Linked DNA regions of Mus musculus: regions 2, 3, 4, 5, 6 and 7 are each linked to region 1. Evidence: chromatin contacts called from public HiCAR-type and promoter capture Hi-C data. All regions are on one chromosome and are shown on one strand. The core of a region is the stretch at or near the end of the contact, and the rest is flanking DNA. Distances in the headings are between cores, read along the strand shown. Region 1 holds the start of Slc38a6 (solute carrier family 38, member 6). Region 2 holds the start of Syne2 (spectrin repeat containing, nuclear envelope 2). Region 3 holds the start of Ppp2r5e (protein phosphatase 2, regulatory subunit B', epsilon). Region 4 holds the start of 3110056K07Rik (RIKEN cDNA 3110056K07 gene). Region 5 holds the start of Tmx1 (thioredoxin-related transmembrane protein 1). Region 6 holds the start of Mthfd1 (methylenetetrahydrofolate dehydrogenase (NADP+ dependent), methenyltetrahydrofolate cyclohydrolase, formyltetrahydrofolate synthase). Region 7 holds the start of Wdr89 (WD repeat domain 89).

Evidence for each region. Promoter capture Hi-C pulls out the DNA fragments that hold promoters and counts their contacts. HiCAR-type assays count read pairs that join an accessible place to other places.
Region 2: a promoter capture Hi-C map of pre-B cells shows a contact between it and region 1, with 2.9 times the contacts expected there. The contact joins the promoter of Syne2 here to the promoter of Slc38a6 in region 1. A contact is called at or near these places in 3 of 39 promoter capture datasets (cranial neural crest, pre-B cells and stem cell-derived epiblast-like cells) and 1 of 115 datasets of contacts at active chromatin or transcription factors (large pre-B cells).
Region 3: a contact with region 1 is called in a promoter capture Hi-C map of pre-B cells, with 3 times the contacts expected there. The contact joins the promoter of Ppp2r5e here to the promoter of Slc38a6 in region 1.
Region 4: a promoter capture Hi-C map of pre-B cells shows a contact between it and region 1, with 2.8 times the contacts expected there. The contact joins the promoter of 3110056K07Rik here to the promoter of Slc38a6 in region 1. A contact is called at or near these places in 2 of 39 promoter capture datasets (liver and pre-B cells).
Region 5: a promoter capture Hi-C map of pre-B cells shows a contact between it and region 1, with 4 times the contacts expected there. The contact joins the promoter of Tmx1 here to the promoter of Slc38a6 in region 1. A contact is called at or near these places in 2 of 39 promoter capture datasets (liver and pre-B cells).
Region 6: a HiCAR-type map of astrocytes shows a contact between it and region 1, with 4 times the contacts expected there. The contact joins the promoter of Mthfd1 here to the promoter of Slc38a6 in region 1. A contact is called at or near these places in 1 of 39 promoter capture datasets (cranial neural crest) and 1 of 115 datasets of contacts at active chromatin or transcription factors (astrocytes).
Region 7: a contact with region 1 is called in a promoter capture Hi-C map of pre-B cells, with 3 times the contacts expected there. The contact joins the promoter of Wdr89 here to the promoter of Slc38a6 in region 1. A contact is called at or near these places in 8 of 39 promoter capture datasets (the 3T3-L1 cell line, the C10 cell line, embryonic stem cells and 4 more) and 1 of 115 datasets of contacts at active chromatin or transcription factors (astrocytes).

What each region holds. Positions count from the first base shown.
Region 1 is chr12:73,285,538-73,288,735 of GRCm38.p6, reverse strand. It overlaps Slc38a6 (solute carrier family 38, member 6), which reads right to left and starts at 1,888. Exons shown (of 16, transcript NM_001037717.3): 1 at 1,704-1,888; 2 at 213-343. The coding sequence starts at 1,811. It overlaps Trmt5 (TRM5 tRNA methyltransferase 5), which reads left to right and starts at 2,025. Exons shown (of 5, transcript NM_029580.3): 1 at 2,025-2,052. The coding sequence starts at 2,048.
Region 2 is chr12:75,816,803-75,819,597 of GRCm38.p6, reverse strand. It overlaps Syne2 (spectrin repeat containing, nuclear envelope 2), which reads right to left and starts at 1,280. Exons shown (of 116, transcript NM_001005510.2): 1 at 1,120-1,280. It overlaps Gm40447 (collagen alpha-1(II) chain-like), which reads left to right. Exons shown (of 7, transcript XM_011244246.1): 1 at 1-101; 2 at 247-1,689. The coding sequence ends at 1,515.
Region 3 is chr12:75,594,886-75,597,905 of GRCm38.p6, reverse strand. It overlaps Ppp2r5e (protein phosphatase 2, regulatory subunit B', epsilon), which reads left to right and starts at 1,674. Exons shown (of 14, transcript NM_012024.3): 1 at 1,674-2,271.
Region 4 is chr12:71,014,451-71,017,520 of GRCm38.p6, reverse strand. 3110056K07Rik (RIKEN cDNA 3110056K07 gene) reads left to right here and starts at 1,698. Exons shown (of 4, transcript NR_045055.1): 1 at 1,698-2,014; 2 at 3,014-3,065. Arid4a (AT rich interactive domain 4A (RBP1-like)) reads right to left here and starts at 1,554. Exons shown (of 24, transcript NM_001081195.1): 1 at 1,360-1,554; 2 at 373-430. The coding sequence starts at 378.
Region 5 is chr12:70,451,702-70,454,540 of GRCm38.p6, reverse strand. It overlaps Tmx1 (thioredoxin-related transmembrane protein 1), which reads right to left and starts at 1,387. Exons shown (of 8, transcript NM_028339.1): 1 at 1,221-1,387. The coding sequence starts at 1,372.
Region 6 is chr12:76,253,921-76,257,063 of GRCm38.p6, reverse strand. Mthfd1 (methylenetetrahydrofolate dehydrogenase (NADP+ dependent), methenyltetrahydrofolate cyclohydrolase, formyltetrahydrofolate synthase) reads right to left here and starts at 1,832. Exons shown (of 28, transcript NM_138745.2): 1 at 1,520-1,832. The coding sequence starts at 1,560.
Region 7 is chr12:75,667,947-75,671,116 of GRCm38.p6, reverse strand. It overlaps Wdr89 (WD repeat domain 89), which reads left to right and starts at 1,580. Exons shown (of 2, transcript NM_028203.1): 1 at 1,580-1,645. It overlaps Gm34717 (a long non-coding RNA gene), which reads right to left and starts at 1,392. Exons shown (of 3, transcript XR_381697.2): 1 at 1,036-1,392.

The DNA of each region.
Region 1 (3,198 bases), core at 639-3,138:
AGGTTCCTACATGAATGCCCACCCCCTCAAGCCATGCATGACTGTAGGGAGCATTCCTCCAAAGCACAGAACTAGATAGGCACAAGGGGAACAAAACAGCATTAAAACCCCAGAAGTAATCCAACTAGAAATTGTAGACCGGTAACTTCTGGAATCAAAATTCCTTATCAAAATGGAACCGTGTGATGACAAAATATGGAAACAGGCCTCACCTAAATCCAAGGATACCCGTGTTAGCCATCACATACGCCAAACCAAGGATGCCGCTTCCCATGATGGCGTTCATCACGTTAAAGACGGAGAGACCAAAGGAAGCACCGGAGGATCCCTGCCTGTGAGGTTCCTGGAAACACACCATTTACCCACATTAAATGCCTGAGGAAGGAAGTTAAAGTGTGCTGAGCCATTCTACACACTTGAGGAATCGTGTGAACACTAATTAACCAGGACGTGGCTAGTTCTTTCGCCCATGTAACACAGGCTAGTCTCATTGGAGAAGAGGGGATCTCAATTGGGAGAATGCCCTAAAGAGACTGGCCAAGACACGGCCTGTTTTAGGTGGGGGCATCCCTGAGCAGGCAGGCCTTCCTGGGGATGAAGGAGAGCAAACTGAGCAAGCCAGTAGGGGCAAGTCAATATTTCCTCCGGGTCTCCCGTTTCAGTTTCTGCCTCCAGATTCCTGCCCTGACTTTCCTTCAAGACGGACTGTAGCTGTAAGATGAAATAAGCCCTTCCCTTCCCAAGTTGCTTTCCGTCATAGGAGTTATTACCCCAAGGAAAAGCACATTTGGACATAACACTTGTTCCTTTCCCTCCGTTCTGACCTATTGGTGCAACTCAAGGAAACGAGTCTTCCAGGAAAATTACTTCCTCCCATGCAGGGCCCAGCTGGCTTCAGTGGGAGCCACAGCCTTGTGACTTCAAGAGATCAAGATAGGGTGGAGACAGAGGAGGAACGGGCCTCAGTCACGTGCTTCCTGAAGAATCCCAGTGTCAGCATGGAACTTCTGTCCCTAACTCTTCTTCCTCAAGTACGAGGACCGCAATAAACTAACCTTTTGTTTATATGCCTAATGAATTAAGTCGATTAGCAGGAATATCTTACAGGGACAACATAAACCAAACCATCAGCTGTTACAGTCCAGGGATTCATAAAAAGTGGAGTGGCAGGACTGGAAAGCAGCTCTGAGTTAGGGAGTTTTTCTAGCATGCCCAAGGCCCTCCTAGGCTGGACATTCAAGACCGAAGAGGCTCCGGGGCCCCCGGGCACACACAGCCCACTACACCGGCTTTAGGTTAAGGACGAGCAATGTGCACATTACCAGAGACCTCTCCTCATCTTCACTTACAGGGACTTGAGTATTAAAGTGCCTATAGCTCATCTTTCCCTTGGCCCCATGATTAAATCCAGAAAAGAAACATCGTGTGATGTTCTTGCAAGACCTCACAAGGCTAGAGGAGACAGAGGCGACAATGACACAAAGCAATGGTGAGTCACAAAACCGAGGCTCATCCCGCTGGTGTTCCAAGCCTCTCACTATTGACTGAGTGCTCCATGCTGCTGCCACATTCCAAACTCGCCTGGGGTCAGTGGTTCGGGCCCCACCCCAGGGTCAGTCCCCTGCAGTCCAAGGCTCCTCTTGCAAGCCCTGAAAGATACCGAAGCGCACAGGAACCCAGCGCAGCCAGTAAAGCCCACTTACGTTGCTTAGCAACGGACTCCACTCGTCTGCAGCCACCGCCTCCTCTGGCTGCTGGGCAGAGACGTACCAGCCTGGCTCCGCTTGGATGCTGTGCCGGGACGCCTGCATGGTGCTCCGCGACCGACTGCTAAGTAAATCACGGAGCCGCTTCCCCTAACCCCAAGCGCCCCGGCTGAGCGGCTTCAGAGGCGGAGCTACGGGCTTGGCCCTTCCGGGCTCTCGTAGCAAATCGCGGGCCCGGAAGAGAGGTGCGAGTCCACAGGGTCGGACTCTACGCTGCCTTCGCGGCCAGCAGTGATGACGTCACCAGCCTCCGACGCCCTATTTCCGAGCTGCACCAGAGCATGAGGTGAGGGGTTCGGGTCTGAAGCCGGCCTCGGGTGACGCTGGCCCTGGAAAGGTGCAGCTGGTGAGGGGGCAGTAGTGTCCCGGGTGATGTAGAAAACCTGACGGTACCGCGGCGGGACTCGTGCTCTTCTTTCTTGCCCAATGAGCGCAAAAAGGCCACCAGGTCATTCATCTCCTTGTCCACCGGCCGCTAAGCCGAGGCCGGAGCCCTTGGGTAGGGGGCTGGTCAAATGCATGGTGAGGGCTGATGCACCCAGTGGTAGGATTGGATAGCATGAGAAGTGCCGGGATTAGGTTCCCATTACCACAAAAATCTTTTCATAGTTTAAACCACATATTACAGATGGAAAACGGACGCCTACATTTACTTCAAACAACACAGTAAAGCCTTGTCAAAATACTGAAGCTTTTAGTTATAGGCATGGCATATGGCAGTACACTATGATAGACATCCTAACAGTATACTAAGGTCATATGGGAAGGGACAAATCTCATGTATCCAGACCAACCTGGAGGATGACTTTAATTTCTGATCTGCTTTCTGAGTGCCTGCACCACTGTGCCCAGGCTATGTAGTGCTGAAAGCCCATGAATTTGCTTGTGCTTGCTAGGTACACTTCTAGCTAAACTGTATCCCCAGCTTTCAGGTCATTTTTAACCAAGCTTTTGTTTTTTTTTTTGTTTGTTTGTTTGTTTGTTTGTTTTTGAGGTCTGGTCTCAAATGCATCCCAGGCTGGCCTTGAACTTTTAATCCTCCTATTTCCTCATGCTGAGATTACAGGTAGGCACCACCATGCCTGATATTATGTGCTGTTAGGGATGACCCCAGGACCTCATGCGTGCTAGGCAAGCTTTCTACCAGTGAGCTACATTTTAAGACCTTAATGAACGTTTAAGCCTTGCCAAGCCACTTAGCAGCCACATAACTTTGGGTGATTAACTTACCCCTTAGCTTACAAACTTCATAACACAGCTTCTGATACAACAGCCCGTTGAATAAATAAAATAAGATCTCCTAAGAATATCCCAGTAAGTATTACCATTGGTGGCATCACATATAGTGATCATTTCATTTAGAGATGACCCTTAACTCAAATTTCATACTTCCTATTCTATGTGTATTCTGTCGAAATTTGTGAGCAGAGTT
Region 2 (2,795 bases), core at 31-2,530, 2.5 Mb before region 1:
GGCCAGGTCTGCTTAACTGTGCCCCCACCCGAACATTCGAGCTCAGCCACAGAATTACCTCCAGCAAGAGCTTTGGGGGATGGAAACTTTTAGGGAAGCAGGTGGAGTTGCTTCAAATAAAACTTTTCAAACATTTGTTAAGTCCCACGGTTACTGAGAGCCTCCCCGGTTTGCCTCGAGCTACTACATGGTGCCTGTGCACAACCGCGCCTGCTGCCACTCCGTCCCGACGCTCCCTTCCACTAGGGGAGGGGAAAACAACTTTCGGAAATAAGGCGCGTCCACAAAGGCAAGTGTTACACTGGACTTCTCCACCTCCATCTCAGGCAGCGGCTCCTGTGGCCAGCAGCCCTGGATGCAATCCACGGGCCCCCTCCCACACTGGGCATCTTTTCAGACCTCAAGAGAGAGACCGTAAGGAGGACCAGGTGCTACCGTCAGACCCTAAAGGCAATTGTACAGACAACAAAGACCGCAAGCGATCAAAATGGAATTATAATCCCCGCGGTCCCAGCGCCCCCTCTCCGCCCGCCGAGACTCAGGGCCGCCGCGCCCGCCTCTTCTCTTCCAACGCAAGGGTCCCGCGTCCTGTCCACAGTGTGCGCCCCGGCTGCAGGTTCTCCGGTCCCCGGGGCTAGCCTCCCGCCGCCCGTGGTTTTGCAATCTCTGCGCCGCGGCTTCAGTGTTCTAACACCCGGTTCGAAATCTTTCCCGCCCAGGCGTGACGCGAGGAATGCAAACAATCAGCCGAGCGCGCCCGCCTGGACCGGGATAGGGGGACAGTGGGGAGTCCCGGGGCCGAGCTGGGTGCACCCGCGGGCCGGGCCCGGAGGTGACACAAAGAAGCCCGGGACACCAACGCCAATCGCTGGCGCTCGCCGCGATCCCCAGGGTGCCCCGCCCGCCGCTAAGTTTACAGCGCCCCGCGCGCCCCGCTGTCCCCTCCCGGGTGAAGTTTCCCACGGCCCAGCTGGGAGCCGGGCATCCAGAGACTCCCGTGGGCCCCCCGGGCTCCCCGCTGGGCTCTGGGGACTCCGCAGGGCTCGTGCCCGCCTCTTCCCCGCCCTCCCGCTCTCGCAGGGCGCTTTAGGGCGCGGAGCCCCCCGCGGCTGCGCTCACCGTTGTCTGCCCGGCCGGGAGGCGAGGGCCGGAGTTCGACCCGACCTACTCCGCGCCCCCCTCGCCTCGCTGCCTCGATGGCGCCCCTCGATCGCTCTCCCGCTCGCTCTTCCGTGCGGCCGAAGGCTTGCGGCGCAGCCGAGCGCGCTCCGCTCTGGACTGGAGGCTACAGACCACGCCCCGCGCCCTCCCGGCCCGCCCAGTCCCGCGCTCGCCGCCGCCCGGAGCAGCGCACTGGGGGCGGAGCCGCCTCCCTGCGGCCACCGCAACTTTCCCTCCGCCTTACAGACCCTTGCAGGTGGCGGGAGTGAGGAACTAACTCCGAACGCAGGTTCACGAGCCTCCGCCTCCGTGCCTACCCGCAGCTGGAGACAAAGGGGAGGCCGACTCTCCTAGAACACTTTTCAGGCGGGTTTCACTTCTTCACGGTGGGTGGATGCCTAGATCTACAAATCAGCGAGCCGACCGCGATCCGGTCCTTGAACCCAGGTGGAGCCTTAGAGAAACATGGACTTTTCATCGGCTTCTTAAGAGTGTCAGGAAGCCCAGACCTCGACCTCACCTACGGAGGTAAGATAAGGAGGTGCTTATTTAACAATGCAGATAAGTGACACCCCCCACCCTATTTCCCTGTCCCCCCCCCCCCCGCCCCGCGCGTGCCAGCCTGCAGGATGGGCTGAGGAGAGCCGCCTCAAACAACGACATTCAGGAGAAAGTGGGTCCCTGGGAATCTGTCCTGTAGGTGTCAGTTGGATTTTCCAGCAAATTACTCAATCCTGTGAACTCAGGATGACATCACCTGACTCCCACTCGCGTTTCGAGTCGCTGTTATAGTATTAAGACTCTTGAAGTCAGACACCAACGCATCACTTCACTGTTAAATCACAAAGAGGCAGTGGCCTGAGTTTCTATCGCAATCAAATTTAACTTCATGCAAGTCCCGCCTCATGCATATTGTGTAGCTGCAGAATCTTATCTGGATTGCTTAGTGCGCTACTGATGGCCCAAATTAAATGGTAAGGGTCGAAGATTAAAAGTTTGACGACAGTGGGTTCAGCTAATCCATGTTTCCGGGAAACGTAGGTTTTAATTCTATCCACACTCTCCTCTCTGCGAGTATTGAGGTGACACAAGTAAACTGTGAAAATACATGCTTTATTGTCTTTTTTCGCCGTACTATATCTGCATGGCATTTCTTGTATTCTAGGTTCACTCTGACCTTCCAAGTTCTTAGACTATTTGCTATGCATCCCGTAATGGCTTGGTGGGCGGAGCTCGAGGTGTGGTTCAGTGGGTAGCCTGCTTGCCTAGCTTTGATCCTCAGCACTTCATATAAACATGAAGTGATGGTGCCCACTTGTAATCCAACACTCAGGAGGTGGGGACAGGAGGATTGGGAAATCAAGGCTTGCCTCAGCCACATAGCAAGTCTGAGACCACGATGGGGTACAAAAGACTTTCTCAAAAAATATTTTTTCAAATATATATATTTCAAAATAAATATATAGAATTATATTATTTATCACATATTATATATGAATTATATGCTGTAGAATATATATATGTATTTATAGTTTGCAGCGTGATCTGCTTGTCAGAGTCCTAACAGTTGGAGCAGGAGCTGACTCTGACTCTTTTGCCTGCTTTTGGGACACTTTTTCTCCTACTGGGTTGTC
Region 3 (3,020 bases), core at 425-2,924, 2.3 Mb before region 1:
ATTTCAAACGTGCACTACTTTTTAACGGTTCAACTGTTGCCAAGGGAAATTGAGTTGGCTTCAAAATCTTTCTTGGTTTTAATTTTGCATTTACCAATCAGACGTTGAAGAAACATGCTCTGCTTGGCTAGGATATTAAACATTTCTAAAGACTGAAGTATGGAAATATAAGTTACTTGAAGCCAGGAACCAGACTGGAATTCCATATAATTCTGCAGCATGGGGCAATGAACTTTATTAGGGTAAAAATGGCCACTCAGTCAGTCAGTCAGCAGCCAGTCTTCTGGGGTCTGCTTTCGTATAAGCCATCTTTCCCATTTCAGTTCAGGGCAGTAACATTCTCTTTCATAGTACAGAATTATTTTTCTACCCAACAGGATAGAAATTTGCAACAAACCAGAAACGCAAACGCATGGTTAGCACTTGTGGGTATGATACAGAGAGCTTTATAAATGTATATTCCTTAACTGTACAGAACATGACATGATACTGAGAGGAAAAACTCGGCTACAGGATGAAGCATTTTGAGTTTGAAAAAGAATATACATACATGTGTGTATGTATGTATACATACATATATATATACATATATATATATATACTTGTGTGTATATACATATATGAAATATAATACTAAAACTACATCAAAATGACTGGTTATTTTGGGTTTATGGATTATAATATTATTTCTCCTGTATTTCCCCTCCCAGATTTCCAAATTTTGAGCAGCTGGTAGTTTGATCTTTGTAGTTAGTATTTTTTTCTTCTTTTAACTATTGTACGTAGCCTGCATTCAAATTGATTGATGGTCTAAGAATATTCTTTGGAAACGTACCATTTGGCCTAGGGTTCACCAATGATGCAAAAACATGTATGTATTTTCGTCCTCGTTCTAGATAGAGGTAAGTCTTCTGTTTAAACTCAGACTCAAACTATCAATTAAAATCTGTCGAGTTGGGGGCTGGGTATTTCGGAGTCCTGAAAGGGCGAATGCGGGTATTCTGAATGGGAGACTGCAGAGTTGCCATCTGCATTAACTCCCGGAGCGCGGGCCCCCGCCGAGCCTGGCAGGGGCATCAGAGAGCTGATATTCAGAACTGGCTTTTGGGGGGACCAGGTGAGAGTCCAACCGGTGGCCAGGCCTCCCACGAGTTGAGCGAAGGACAGCCACTGGGGTATTTTTCTGCCGGCTTCCATGGCCGCGTTTACACAGGGCTCAGGGGGCCGTGGGTTCCGTGCGGAGTGGGGCTTGCGGGCTGAACCGTGAGGCACCAGGACGGCCGCCCTGTGGCCTTCGGATACCCGGGTGAAGACGCTCGCGGTCCACAGGGTTCCGCCTGGCGGAAGCTCCAGTCTCGGGCGCGCCCGCCGAGCTCTCCTCAGGCCTAGCAGACGCCGCAGTACCCCCACTTCAGGCGCCCTGGCGGAAACGGCGGCCCGGTCGCCCGAGCTCACGGTAGCATCCGGGTCCCCCGCGCCTCGCCCAATCGAGGGCCCCGTCCCTTCACACCCTCCTGTTTCCCCGCCCCCCCGCGCCGCCAATCCCCGACCAGCTCTCAGCCGAACGTGCTGGCCTGGGAGTGAAGGCGCGCGCCGGCCAATGAAGTCTCGCTTCCCGTTTGAAGTCTCCAGTGGGCGGGCGTCGGAGGCGGGCTCTGCTAGCCAGGAGGTTCGGTTGCGCCTGTGCCATGGACTCAGCCGCCCGGTGATATTGACAATAGGAGAGAGAAAGGGGCATTGACGGGGACCCTGCGCGGGTAGCGAACGGCGGCTCTGGCAGCGGCGGCTCAGGCGGCTCCAACTCTTCCTCCCGACTCCCGCGCTTGCTGCCGCTGCAAATCCAGGCTTCCTCCCTCCTCCCCCTCCCCGCGTCGCCGCCGCCGCCGCCGCCGCCACCACCGCCGCCGGGTCCGGTGCAACGAGCAGAGGCGCCGCCCGCCGGGAATGTGAACGAAGAGCCACCGGCCGCGCCGCAACCGGGTCGGTGCCGATTTGATGGGACGGGCCCGCGGGGGAGGCTCGTGAGGCCGCCGCTGCCACTGCCGGAGCGCTGAGGTTAGGGGCCAGCCGAGAGGCCTAGAAACACTGCCGCTACCGCGGAACCGGAGGGACGTCGCCCCGGACGGCCGTAGTAGCCCGGGGCTCTCCGCCGCTGCCTGGACCTCCCCCCGTGCGTCCCGGGCCGTCGCCCGCCCCCGCCGCGGCCCCTAGCTCGCAGCCCACTCCGCGCAGCCACAGATCATCTTCCGATTCTTTCCCAGGAGCTTCAAGGTAACTTCAGCTTCGGGTCCCGCGGCTTGCCTCCCGGGGAACCCGCGGAGCGGCGGGCTCGGGAAGGCCGGGCCCAGGCAGCTGAGGGGTGCGGCGGGGTGGGGGGAGCGGGAGCAAGCGCCCGGCCCACTTGTCTGATCTACCTGCAGAGGCTTTGGAGGCCAGCACCTCTCTTCTCCTCGGCCTCGCCGGCTCCTTTTCCTCCCTCTTTTGAGGCGTTTTCTTGCCCCCCCCCCGGCGGGGGCGGGGGAGCAGGGAGGAAGATTCCGTGGCCGCGCAGCTTCTCCAGGGCTTGGGGTTTATGTGAACATACCTGCAGACAAACAGGCCACTTCCCTGTTTTCATACCTCCCCCTTGGAAAAGCCCCAGTAGTGTGCTCTTTAGAGAATGCTAACGCTTTGGGTGCAGTGGCCCAGGTGAAACCTGTTTCCCTGGGCTTTGCAGGGACCCCGCTGTTACCATCATTTCTGCAATGCTTTGAGTTGAGATCCTTGACATTTTATTCAGAGCTGCGCGCATAAGAGGCAAATGATGAAAAAGAAAGCTGCCTATAGATCATCGTTAGAGATGAGAGAAGAGAAATAGAGACAGAATGAGGGATGGGGGGAACGAGGCTTACAGAAATCTGTGTTGCTAGGGTTAGAGTGAAATCTAAATAATTCCCAGATGAAATTGTAATATTCGTCCCTAAATTTACAGCATACCAGTGCGATGTGGAACTTCTTGCTGAGGTCTGACATTTTCGATA
Region 4 (3,070 bases), core at 449-2,948, 2.3 Mb after region 1:
TTAAAGAAAGCAAAAGCAAAGCAAAACAAAAAAACCTTGCAAAAACCAAAGCAGGACAAAAGCTTTTCTTCTTGAAAGGTGTTTTTGACACTGAAGTGTTTGAAAATCGAAAGACTGCACCGATCTTCTCAAAGTGCTAACTGCTAGAGAGTGTTGGACCGCCTGCATTTATACACACACACACACACACACATTCGAACACGCACACACACACACACACACCCCTCACCCATTCACATGTCATTTTCCTTAAAGTGCTTCTTAGTAAAGAAATCAATTCTAAGTAACAAAAAGCTGCCATTCCACAACTGCAGCCTCCGGACTGGCAGCGTCCGGGGCACAAGGCTAAGAAGAAGAGTTGGCTCCACTTACCTTCATCTTGACTGGTGACCTGTGGGGTTCCAGCTTCCTCGAGTTCTCTTCCCGGGCGCTAGAGCCAAAGCAGGGAAAAGAGAGGCAGAGGATCAGTCCAAGGCGGGGTGAGACCCGGAAAGAAAGTAAACAAATGCAGGCGGGGAGGGGCCGAGCTCCGCGGCCCCCGGGACAGACCCCCGTCGGGCAGCCAAAGCCTGGCGGGCAGTGAGCCCCACGCGCGCCAAAGGGCAGCGCGTCCCGCCCCTGCCCGGCCGGCCGGCCCACCGCGCCCCCGCCTCGTCGGCCACTCGCAGCCCCCTGCGCCCCGGCCTCCCGGGTCCGCGCCCCGCCGGGCCCCGACTCTAGCGCGCGCCCCGCCTCCGCCGCTCGGCCCCCTTGGCCCGCCCCGGCCCGGCCCGCGGCGGCGGCAACGGAGTGTCACGGCGCCATTGCTCTCCTGCCTCCGCTCTGCACCATGTCAGGAAGGAGAAGCGCTCCTTCACCCGGGGGGCAGGGGCGGCGGCCTGCGGCGGCGGCCGGCGCGGGGGGACCCGGCGGGGGAGGCGCGGGGCGGGGAGGCGGCAGGACAGGGTGTGGGAGGGGAGCGAGCCGCACCGCCGCAGCGGCCGTCTCCTCCCGCGCCCGCCTCAACTTTTTGTACAGCCCGGAGAGGCGCGGGCACCCCGATCTCCGCGGTCCAGCAGCGGGTCCTCGCCAAAGAAGCACAGCAGAGTTGGGGGCCGGTTCTCCCGGCAGCCCGCTCCTCCAAAGCAAACTTAGCGGCGCGGCCAGCCCCACAGCCATTTTCCCGGGGAGGCGGCGGAGGCGGTCGTGCCCGCAGTTGCCGCCGCGACTCCAGGACCCGATCGCTGCCCGGCGCCCCGGGCACAGCCCGCCCTGCATCCCCCTCTCAGCCTGCGGAGCTCCCAACTGCACCGGGACCCCATCGCGGCAGCAGCTGCTCCCGCCGCTTTGCCCATTCAGCGGCCCCCGCTGACTACCTACCTACTGCGGGTGCAGAGCGCTGTCAGCTCTCCAGTCTGCCGCCCCACTGATCGCCGTGGGTCCCCGTCCGGGCAGCACCGCTCCCGGCCGCAGCGGCAGTTCCTGCGCCGGGTTCCCCCACTCGCCCCGATTTACTGCCACAATCCACCAAATAACAAGCTGTTGAGCAGACTCGCTTCTACACGAACTCCTATTGGCTGCTCATGACGCCGAATAGCTTCGGATTGGAGCTCGCTGTCTGCCTTTCTCATTGGATGTAGCTGGGAAACTTCCATGATTGGTGCGGAAAACAGCAGGTAGGATAGCTTCCACTTCTGATTGGCTGTATCCGAACACGCACGTTATTGGAGGATAGAGGATTGAGTAAGAGAGCCCAAAAATTTGATTGGAGGAGCCGACTCCGGATGTGCTTGACTGAACACTGATTGGAGAACAAGGGGTCAGGAAGAGCAGTTCCGCACGAGGATTGGGCGGTGGCGTGTCCCATGGAAACGGAATCCAGAACTGCAGCCAGGGTTTTTCACGGGGGCGGAGCCGGCTCTTCCCCAGGCGCCTGCGCCTAACCGGTTCCCCGGCGCCATTTTGTCCCGGCAGCAGCAGCCCGCAGCTCTATCCCATTTTCTGTGTCTGGAGGGAAGGACGCGGACTCTCTCGGGTAGGTTTATTTCAGTGTGGCACCGGCTTACCCTTCCCTCCAGGACAACGCCTAGCGAAGGGTGGAGGAGTCACGGAGTCGTCCGAGAGGTCTGTCGGAGGCTCCCGGTGTCGGGTGGCCTCGGGGGTGGCGCAGCGCTGGGAGCACCGGAAGCGAGGGCGGCCATGGGAGCCGCTGTCCGCCGGCGGCGGAGCGTGGCTGGGGGGGCGTGGAGGAAGGGGGCGAGGTCGGGGGCGCACGTGTAGGTGAGTAAGCGGCCCTTTGCGCCCCTTCACTCGGGATGGCGGGATTTTACTGACACCCCCCCCCCTTCCTCCCGGCATAGCTCTGTCTCCCTTTGACATTGCATTTCGGAAGCTGGGTTGCGGTCTGCAGACACCAGGGGCCCAAGGTGGCAGCCACCTTGGTAAAAGACGGAGGAGGTGTGGTTTCTAGAAACGTCTTGCGTGGGGAAGAAGAGTTATTTCCTCCAACTGTGAAGCTTGGAGGAAACGTGGAAGCCCCGGCTTTCGGAATGCTGAGGAATGTGCCTGCCAGGACAGACGCTGCTGCCACTATGACCTTAGACAAGCGACTCTTGTCACTGCATGAGGCGAATACTATACTATTTTTTCGAAGAAAGTATTAATGCTTCAGGAAGGAACGACAGTTTCTTAGATGAAAGGGTTTTCTGGACCAGATAGACATGGATTCTGTCGTCAGCACATTGTCTTGTTAAATGACACAAAACTTAACAATTGGGCAACAGCTTATGCCCTAAATTAAAATGTGAAATGTTAACCCCAGTAAATTGCACAGTTGAGTACGTCTGAACTAACGCCATATCAACTAGTTAATATTTGTTGTTTTTGTTTTTTCAAAATTTGTTAAGATTGTGAAGTGTATTTTGGTAGTTTTACTAAGTCATGTCTATCTTTTTAAAATCTGCTTAGTTTTGGTGATGCACAAAACTAGAAAATGGTTGAGTAAACAGTTGAGGATTTTTGTTTGTTTTTCTAGAGTTGTGCTGAAGACAACAGACACCTCCATGACAACCCAAAGTATCACAGAGGTGAG
Region 5 (2,839 bases), core at 138-2,637, 2.8 Mb after region 1:
GCAATCTCCTTTTTCTTGTTTCACAACTCAGGTATCATGGACCTCACCCAGGTTCTCTCTTGAGGATGTTCACTTCCACCTCTTCCTTAGTGTACAGCCCTAAACACAATCACAACATAGGCAAACACCAGAATCTTGCTTAAGGGTTGCTAACAACGCTTGCATATATTTACTCTTGAAGCCCAACAAAGCTACTATGACAGCATCTGAACAGGCCAATCGGTAAAGCAGGGGATGGGAGTGGTTATCTACTATAAGGAATTATGTAGAATAATTACCCACCCCAAAACATATGTAAAGATACTGGGTAGTGTCAGTAAACAATGACCATTCAATGGTGGTGCTTTCGCCACATCAATAATGCCGTATCAGGAACACTGTCAATTAACCATTCCACTAATTTATCATCTAAGACAAAGGCCAAAGGTAGTTTATTTCCTACAGCAGCAGGACGGCGGACACTGTTGAAGTAGAATTATCACACAAGATAAGTGATTTTGTTTGAATAGTAAATGATGAACTGGAGTATTTAAAGGGCCTATCAATAATCATACTAATGCATGTGCAATACCATTCGCAGGCCTGTAAATCACAATTCAAGCCATTCTCTAAATTGCAAACGCACCGGTCAAGGAAAAATGAGGTTCATATCAAAAGAAATGAATGTAGGCAAGAAGAAAAAAAAAGAAAATAAAGATTTTAATATATTCCCATTTATTTGGCATTTACAATTTAAAAAAACTAACTCACAAAATAAAAATAAATAAAGAGCTCAAAATTCAGGCATTACAAATACCAATTTCCGAATAAACATAGCAATTTCCGAATGACAGGTTAAAAGCAAGATTTTGTTCAATATCAACTTTTGTAAAAATTTGGAGACTTAAAGTCTGGATGTCTACAAAAGATCACTAAAAGTCTATAGAAACAGCCAAGACCTCCATCGCAACCCAATCCCACCCTCAAATCCGCTAGTCTGTTCCAGAGAATTCGATGTAGCTCGTAATCCTTTAATCGCACCACAGTGCTTAGCAACGACGAGGCTCAGTGCACGCTTAGATAGAAAAGTAATATTCCCGGTTAGGAAATGACCCTGGAGCTGGGGGCGGCAAAGGCTGGGACCTCAAGACCTGGCCGAGGAAGATGGGCTGGTCAGGTGTCCAGCTTGAGGGACGGGGCGGCGGAGGCCACCGCCACCCAGACAAGCGCCCCGCACTCACAATTCTATCATCCACTCTCCTTCCAGCAACGACGTCCAGTTCTCATCGGTGAGGACGCGCACGTTATTCCGCCGTCCGTGGGCCCCAGGGACCGCCCAGAGCAGCAGGACCAGAGCTGCCAGGGGAACCATAAGACGCCCCAAGTGCGCCATGTCAGCCGCTCACCCAGCCTCAGCGCGTTCCCGCTCCACCTCCCCGCCGCAGCTCCACTTCCGCTCTGGCGGCCGCTCCGCTCATGCGCACAAGGAGCCAGCCAGGCGCGCGAGCCCCACCCACTCCCCGCCAGCAACTCAGTGCGCATGTCCGGGCCCTGTTCCTCCTGCGGGAGATGGAGAGGGAAAGCGGGAAATGCGTCTATCTCGGAGCTCACGACTGAAGAGGCGCTTGCCGGCTGTGGTCCCTCGAAAAGCCCTAGAAGGGGCGGTAGGCGGAGGGATCAGGGTGATGCTCTAGAGATGAGTGACCCTGTCGTGCCCACCAGTGCCTAGTAAGGTCACTATGACAGTTTTCTCAGGAACTTTCCCCTTTCAAAATATCACCAGTTAGACGAATGTAGGAGGAGGTCACCAGCCCCTTTACCCTGGCCCTAGGCAAACAGGCATCTACTTTTTGTCCTGGCTACTTTACTAATTGAATCTTGTGTTGTCCCTGTTGACTGACTTATTTTAACTCTTTAAGCATGAGTCCCCGAATTTCCTCTAACACATTCGTAATGAGGCTTTGTCACCCCCTGGCTCTCCGAGGTAGTTTTTATTGCCTGTTCTTTGCTTTCCTGTATATGGGTTATATTTTCCTGTCTTTGCACAACTCAAAAATCTCTTCTTGGAAACTAGGGTTTTAGGGTCTGTAATTCTAGATGTTGATTCCCCTTGTGGCTCTCCATCTTCTGTTCCTCTTGTTGTTTGATTGTTTAGTGAGTTGGCAAGGCAATTCTAGTGAAGTCTGTTTCTCAGAGATTACAGCCCTGGGTGGGTCATCTGGGCGATAGTGGTTTTAGCAGGGCTCATTCCATATCACTTTTTGGGATGTGTTTGCCTCACTTATTTCCAGCTGTAATATTACATGAAGTGCTCACCGATAACTTGTTTTTGTTTTGTTTTAATTCTCAGAGCATACATTGTTCCACAGCCTAATACATTTTGGCAGATGGTTTTGAGGTCAGTGGTTGAAATTTATTTTAAGCCCAGGATGATTCTTCACTGTCTCTTTTCTTAGGTCTCTCTGGTGAACTAAGTGGCTTATGCACTGGCATCTTGTTCTTACTTAAGGAAAACTTTTTTTATTTTTTTGGAGTGACTTTAGGCCTGACCGTTTCTCCATACTCTTATTTAATAAAGTCATTTCTTTGGGGAGAGTTCAGAACTGACTCTCCTGGGCACAAGCAGCCTCAGTCATTATTCTAGGTGCAGTGTAGACCAGCAGGATCTACTTTTCTGGACTTCTAGTGGTGTATAGTCTTTATCACTTGAACAAAAAGGTTGAGGGGGTGTCTGGAGATTTCTCAGTCTGCTGTACCCAGCGCTTTCACTGTGCATGTCATGTCCTTGTGACCTGCACTTGGAAGGGATTAAGATGCCAGTGACCTTCCCTTCCTGATGAGATGCTCTGTCTCTAGGTTG
Region 6 (3,143 bases), core at 583-3,082, 3.0 Mb before region 1:
AGAAACCCTGGCTTGAAAAACAAGCAAACAAACAAAAGTCTGATGTAGTGGTCCAGACCTGTGATCTCAGCCCTTGGAAGTATAAGCAAGCACTGAATCAGCAGTTCAAAGCCAGAATCAGATACATTTGAGTTTGAGGCAAGCCTGGGTTACCTAAGACCCTGTCTTTTAAAAAAAGAAAAAGGAAAAAAAAAAAAAGAAAGAAAGAAAGAAAAGAACTTGTATATATTATGATTTCTAGTCCAAAAATCTGGAGTTCTTCCTTGCCTTAGTGCAAGATTCACCATTTAATTTATATTTTTCCTCTTTTTTCGCAATCTTCAACAAAAGCTCTCTTTACTCTAGAGTAGGCTTCACCATCATTCTCTCAAGGTCTCTTGTGACAAAACCAAGTGTTTACTGGACACTTACTGCTAGCCCCAGCAGTTAATAAATAACCAGATACCTAATGTCGGAAAAGCAACCTTCAGCAAGTTCACAAAAACAGACCTTTCTCTCTCCTCAGCAGTCCCCAACACTCACTCCCTAAACAAAAAGCAAGGAATGTAGCCCAGATGTTATGCACACTTTCGGGCTCCACACTTAGGGGCTCAATTCCCAGCCCTCTCTCCCAAACAGCAAAAGGGTGCTACTCTCTGGGACGACACTTGGCAAACATTCCCACTAGTTAAGCATTTAAATCTGCACGGCCAGAACAGGTGGTCTGACGGAATATGGAATAGGGTCAGCACACAAGAGCCAAACTGAAAAGTAACTTTAGCGCCAGGACGGATAGGTAGGCTGTTAAAGGGTAGAGCAAGCGAGCGCTGGCGTAGTAGCTGAGTGGTGCGGCGCTTGCCTTGCCTGTGCGATACCTTGGAAGTGAAGCCGGCGGGGTGAAAGAGAAAAAAAGACAGCATTTGGTGTAATGAGGAATGCGCTGAATTAGAGGAAACCCTCTAGGCCAGGTGTGGTAGCCCAAGCCATTAATCCCAGCACTCAGGAGGCAGAGGCAGGAGGGGATCTCTGTGAGTTCAAGATCAGCATGGTCTACAGAGTAAGTTGCAGGACAGCCAGGGCTCCGTGGAGAGACCCTTTGTCAGAAAACAAACAAACAAAAAATTAGAAAGAGACCCTCTCTCTGATTTGACCAATCACCCGTGTCAAATCTTGCCACAACCGAATCACCACCAAATTGCCAGACAAGCGGCTATGCTGGGTTTCTGAGGTTGGACTCCTCAGGTAGCCCGTGTCTAGGCAGAATGATGCCAGCAGCTACACTTTTGAGAACAAGGTCAGGTCAGGACTTGCCGCCAAACCTAGGAATGCAGCCACCCCAGGCAGTCTATTGCAATTGCACATTGGGCCGGGCATGTGTTTCTCTGGCTTCAGGAAACCAGTCTTCAGATTCTAGGAGCCCGTGTCGATGTCCTCTCTTCCCGCAAACCCCATCTAAGCACCTCTCCTGCAGAGCCCAGGCGCTTGGGGATCTGCACGCCCTGCTCTGAGCCCACCACCACTATCACTGGCAAGTACTTACGCAGAAACCAGTTTCCCGTTCAGGATTCCCGCTGGTGCCATGGCCTTTGCTAGTCTGCCACCCACGGTGAACACCAGCAAAAATCAGGTTCCAGTCGCTCCGCGCGCGCAGGACAGCACAACCCACGTGCTCAGGGACCTCCCGGGAGAAATCAGCTAGTGCGCCTGCGTCGCGCTCAGCAGCGAAGGTGCGCAGGCGACCCGGAAAGACGTCGTGACCCGCTGACAGAGGAGGCCCAGGAGCGTCTGCGGGAGCCGGTGGGCCCAGGCAGCAAGAGGGTTGTCACCAAAGACTGGTTGGCGGCAATGACTGGCTGCGGAAAGAGCCTGTGTGGAGCCCGCCTCTGATGAGCCGGGAGCTTCCCGCCTCGCTTTTAGCCAATCAGAGATAGTGTGTAGGGGGCGCGGTGGAACTGGGCGGAGTCCGGGCAGGAATGGGCCTGTCTGAGCAAGTTTGCGTGACCTAGGTTGCGGCGACAGAGTCCTGCAAAGCAGTGTGATTTTGGATCGTACTGGCTTCTCCGGGCAGGATCTTGGAGGCCTTAAGCTGATTCCGGCTACTGACCTGGAGCAGGCAATGCGGCTTTCCACGTTGTCATAGGCCCTAGCTTTCAGAGTGTGGTGGGGAACACCTGGGATAACTGCCTCTCTGTTACCCTCCTAGCAAGAGTGAGGCTATCCTTAACGAGGCAATTGTGTCCCTCTGGTTAGCCATCTGCGGAGGAAGCACTCCAGGGAATTGCTTTTCCACCAGCCAGAGTAGAAATTTGTTTCCGGGGAAAGAGATTTCAGAGATCACCTTGCAGGACTGAAGCCAAGACAGTAATGGACAGGTCCACACCTCGACCTTCACTGTTCAACTCTATATCAAGTCTGACTCTTTACTTAAACCTCAGTTTCATATTAGAACTCAGAAGATAAGACTTCTCTTTGTCCCTCTTCCCAATGTGGCCGTATTGAATAAATCTCCTTTTTCTATATCTTACCATTACTTGTTTAATCGACTTATTAAGGATGGTGACTAACCTGGTTTATTAGATTCTCAGAGCCCAGGGTCTGGCTCGCAATTCTAGTAACAGCAGGGACGATCAATCCACAGCCTTGACATAGAGACAAGTTCGCTACTACTGAACCCAGCCTTCCATAACTAAAACCTGCTATCCTCCCAGGGTTGAAGCCCAAAAGCAGGCTCAGCCCAGCAGCTAAGAGGGACCTCAGAGCAGAAGCGTGGGGCTTCATCAGCGTGAAGGGAGCAGAGTTCAGGACGAGTGATCCTCTGGTCTCAGCGGACCAAATCAGTATTGAAGCAGAGACTACTTTGTTCATCAGCTAGATGCCAGCAAGGCTGGCATCCCTCCCCATTTGCCCTGGTGCAGAAATGAGTTTGGCCATGTCCTCGGGAGCCTGGTGGTAGAGGAATACATCAGAGCCACTGCCTTGACTTTGCTTTTTCTGCCGCTGGAACTGGGCTGGATTCTTACTGTTGGGTTCGAGGTACAAGCCGAGAAAACTTATTTCAGACTCAGGAAGCTTAAAAATGAAAGCTTTATTCTCTGAGCGCTCAGGAAGGCAGCCAGTTCAGGACCTGAAACATGTCCCAGGAAGGATACTGTACAACATTTTAA
Region 7 (3,170 bases), core at 331-2,830, 2.4 Mb before region 1:
TCTTAACCAATCTATCCACTGAAACCCAAACTACCTTCCAGGTAGATTTCTGTAAAGTGCTACAACCAGAGACTACTGGGGCATGGCTCACTTGCTCCTGGGGAGAAGCGCATCCCTGGGTCCAGCACTATGGCTGCAGTTGATGCCCCTTCCCCGAAAGCCATTGTTCTTGGTTGGATAGCAAAACTGAGTCCTCTCCGGGTTACACGGATCCCTTCATAGTCCTAAAATAAGAACCATCACTACCTGTGATATAAAGATCAGGGCATGGCAAAGACCAAAACCCCGGGGGGTCAGGTTACAAGCCCCCTAGGATGGCAAGCTCCCAACTCCAATTTCCCCCAGGAATTCCCTTTAGTAACTTCATAGATAAAGGTCCAGAAGGCAGTGGAAGCCAGCATCTCAGTGTTCAGGATATGAAAAGAGTATGTCAGTTCCCTAACCATTCTTAACCCACTGTAGGTCAGGACTCCTGGCTATGCCATGACACCAAGACCGATATTAATTAGAAACTGCAACTAATCAAACAATAATCTCTATCTCCAACTCTACTAGCTGTAAATGGGACCAACCTAAACTCACCTTGGGGGGATTTCCAGGGGAAGGATACCTTTTAACAGCACCAAGATATATCCCCTAGTTAGTTCCCCTTATTCAGATTCCTGTGGGTATACACAGCACGTTAATTTCACGAGTCCCAGCCGAATGTATTTCCAGGGACAATCTGGCTTGTTTGCATTATCGCTTAACCAAGTACGTATTTTCTGAATTGTTTACACTGGAAAACGCGGTCTCATGGTTGTTATACCACAGGTATTCATCTATAATGAAAAGAGGGTAGAGTCCACCTAAACTAGATTCAGGGCTTCTTGGTGTTCAAGGACAGAGCTCATTCCCCTATTGGTAGGGCCAGATGTCATGTCTCCACTACAGTTGGAACATCAGCCCTGTATCAAACTAAAGTTTAAAAGCAACATCAAAATAGGACAGATGAGACAGGACCTGACCATTATGGACTTCAATTCCCAGAGTTACCTGGGGCCGAGGCAAAACTACCTCCAGATTTTGTAATTGCGCTCCTGTCAACCTTGAGTCATAGCCATGCTGGAGTGAAGGCCGGATACTGCTCGTTCAAACCCGCCTGTATAGCTAGGCTTTGTGATCACGTGTGGTTATTTCAGATCCACGAAATCCTGCCTCAGCCCCACTCCTCTGGTCCGCGAAATAACTTTACACCCGAGTCCGAGGAAGCGGAAGAAGTGCTGGAAGAAACTGCAAAGCCACATCCGCATGAAAAGGCGGAATCGGTGACGATCTTGCCTTTTATTGGCCACACGTCCAGGAAGCTGGGTCCCAGGGACTTCCGTTAACCTGACCTAGAGGGAGGTGTTGTATGGCGTGGTCCGTAGACCGAGTTACGCATGCGCAGACCTTCTGCCCTCGTCCAATCGGAAGGTAGCAAGCAAAGGCGCGCGGCTCCCGCTTCAGAAGAGCCCGCTGGTTATGGTCCGGCCTCTGTGCTATGGACCAATCCGCTTCAGCTTCCTCTATATTTTTACCCAATCAGAGCCGGAGGGCGGAGTTCCAGCCGGCCGTGGGCAGAGCGTGCGTTTTCTCCAGCTCCAGTGTGGGGTTTGCTGCGGAGGTACTTTCTGCTGGGCAGGGCGGGCAGCTCTCTCGACCGGCGGCCACTGGGTGGCACGCGCGTGGAGAGCCCTGGGCGGGGAGCGCAGAAGGGGAGCGGGTGGTGTGAGAGGGAGCACGTGCATGCGCAGGGACCGCGTGGGTCTCTGTATGCCAGGATGTGGGGTCCATGCCACCCGAAGGTCTCTGCTTCAGTTTCGAGGAAGGGTGGGTAGGTCCCTGCTCGCTCTTGCCTGCCCTTCCTCTCACTCATCCCACACCCACCTCCTGGCTCCGGCCTTTTTCCACATCAAAAAGCAGATTTTTTCATTTGGTACGCGGAGCCAAGTCGTACAGTATGTGCTGTGATGCAGGCTACTAGGCTAAGTTCCTTACGTGTGTGGTGTCATCTAGGCCACACAGCTGTCCACCGAGCTAGGTGCTGGTCGGGTGTGGTGAAGCACACCGGGGATCCCAGTACTGACTGGGAGGGAGGTAGAGGCAAGAGGATCTCTTTGAGTTTCCAGCTAACCAGTGCTTCTTGGGAAAACTTTGTCATGCACACACACACACACACACACAAACCTAATTCACAACGAAAACCACCCAAGAGGCAGTGCTGGCAGCATCTTATTTTTGTGAAATGTCTCATTTAGGCTAACTCTGACAACTTAAATTGAGGGAATTCAGCTTCCACAAATGTAAAATTAAAGATAGTACAACTAGTAAAACGCTCCTGTTTTCTTTCCTAACTTGAAATTGTTTTAAAGCCGGGCAGTGGTGGCACACGCCTTTGATCCCAGCACTTGGGAGGCAGAGGCAGGCGGATTTCTGAGTTCGAGGCCAGCCTGGTCTACAGAGTGAGTTCCAGAACAGCCAGGGCTACACAGAGAAACCCTGTCTTGAAAAAACAAAAAAAGAAAAGGAAAGAAAAAAGAAATTATTTTAAAATCCTAAACAGTGTACCAGGAAACCAGTTAATTGGTTATTATCCAAGTAAGATGAACTGGTAGGAAGGCATCAGTCTAAAGGTCTACTTCCTAACTTTGCTTTGCAATCATCAGGTTGTTAAAAAGTGCATGGTCCGTGCCAAATTGCTTCTCAGTGTTGTGATAATTCAGTGAAGATGTGGACTTATAGTCTATGTTATTGGTATCAACCATACCTGTTTCTGCTTCTTGTTTAAAGACCACAAAATCATGCAGCCTAGTTAACAATGTAAGTGTGAGATACCTCTGTGTTGACTACTTACCCGCCTATCTTGGGGTCAGGACAGTACTATCTAGAGAGCAGAAGTGAGAAGTGTCTAGCTCGTCTTTTTACCTTAGATTTTATAGAACAGGGCAAAAGTAAGTCAGCCCCTGTGACTGTTGAGGTTTCTTTCGTGTCCACCTTTGTTTAAAATCTTGACTGTTTTCTGCAACTTTCAGGGTTGGTTGGTTTGGGTTGGTTGGTTGGTTTGGGGTTTTGGAGTCAGGGTTTCTGTGAGGTTCTGGTGGTCCTAGAGCTCACTTTGTAAACTAGGCTAGCCTTAAACTTAGAGAACT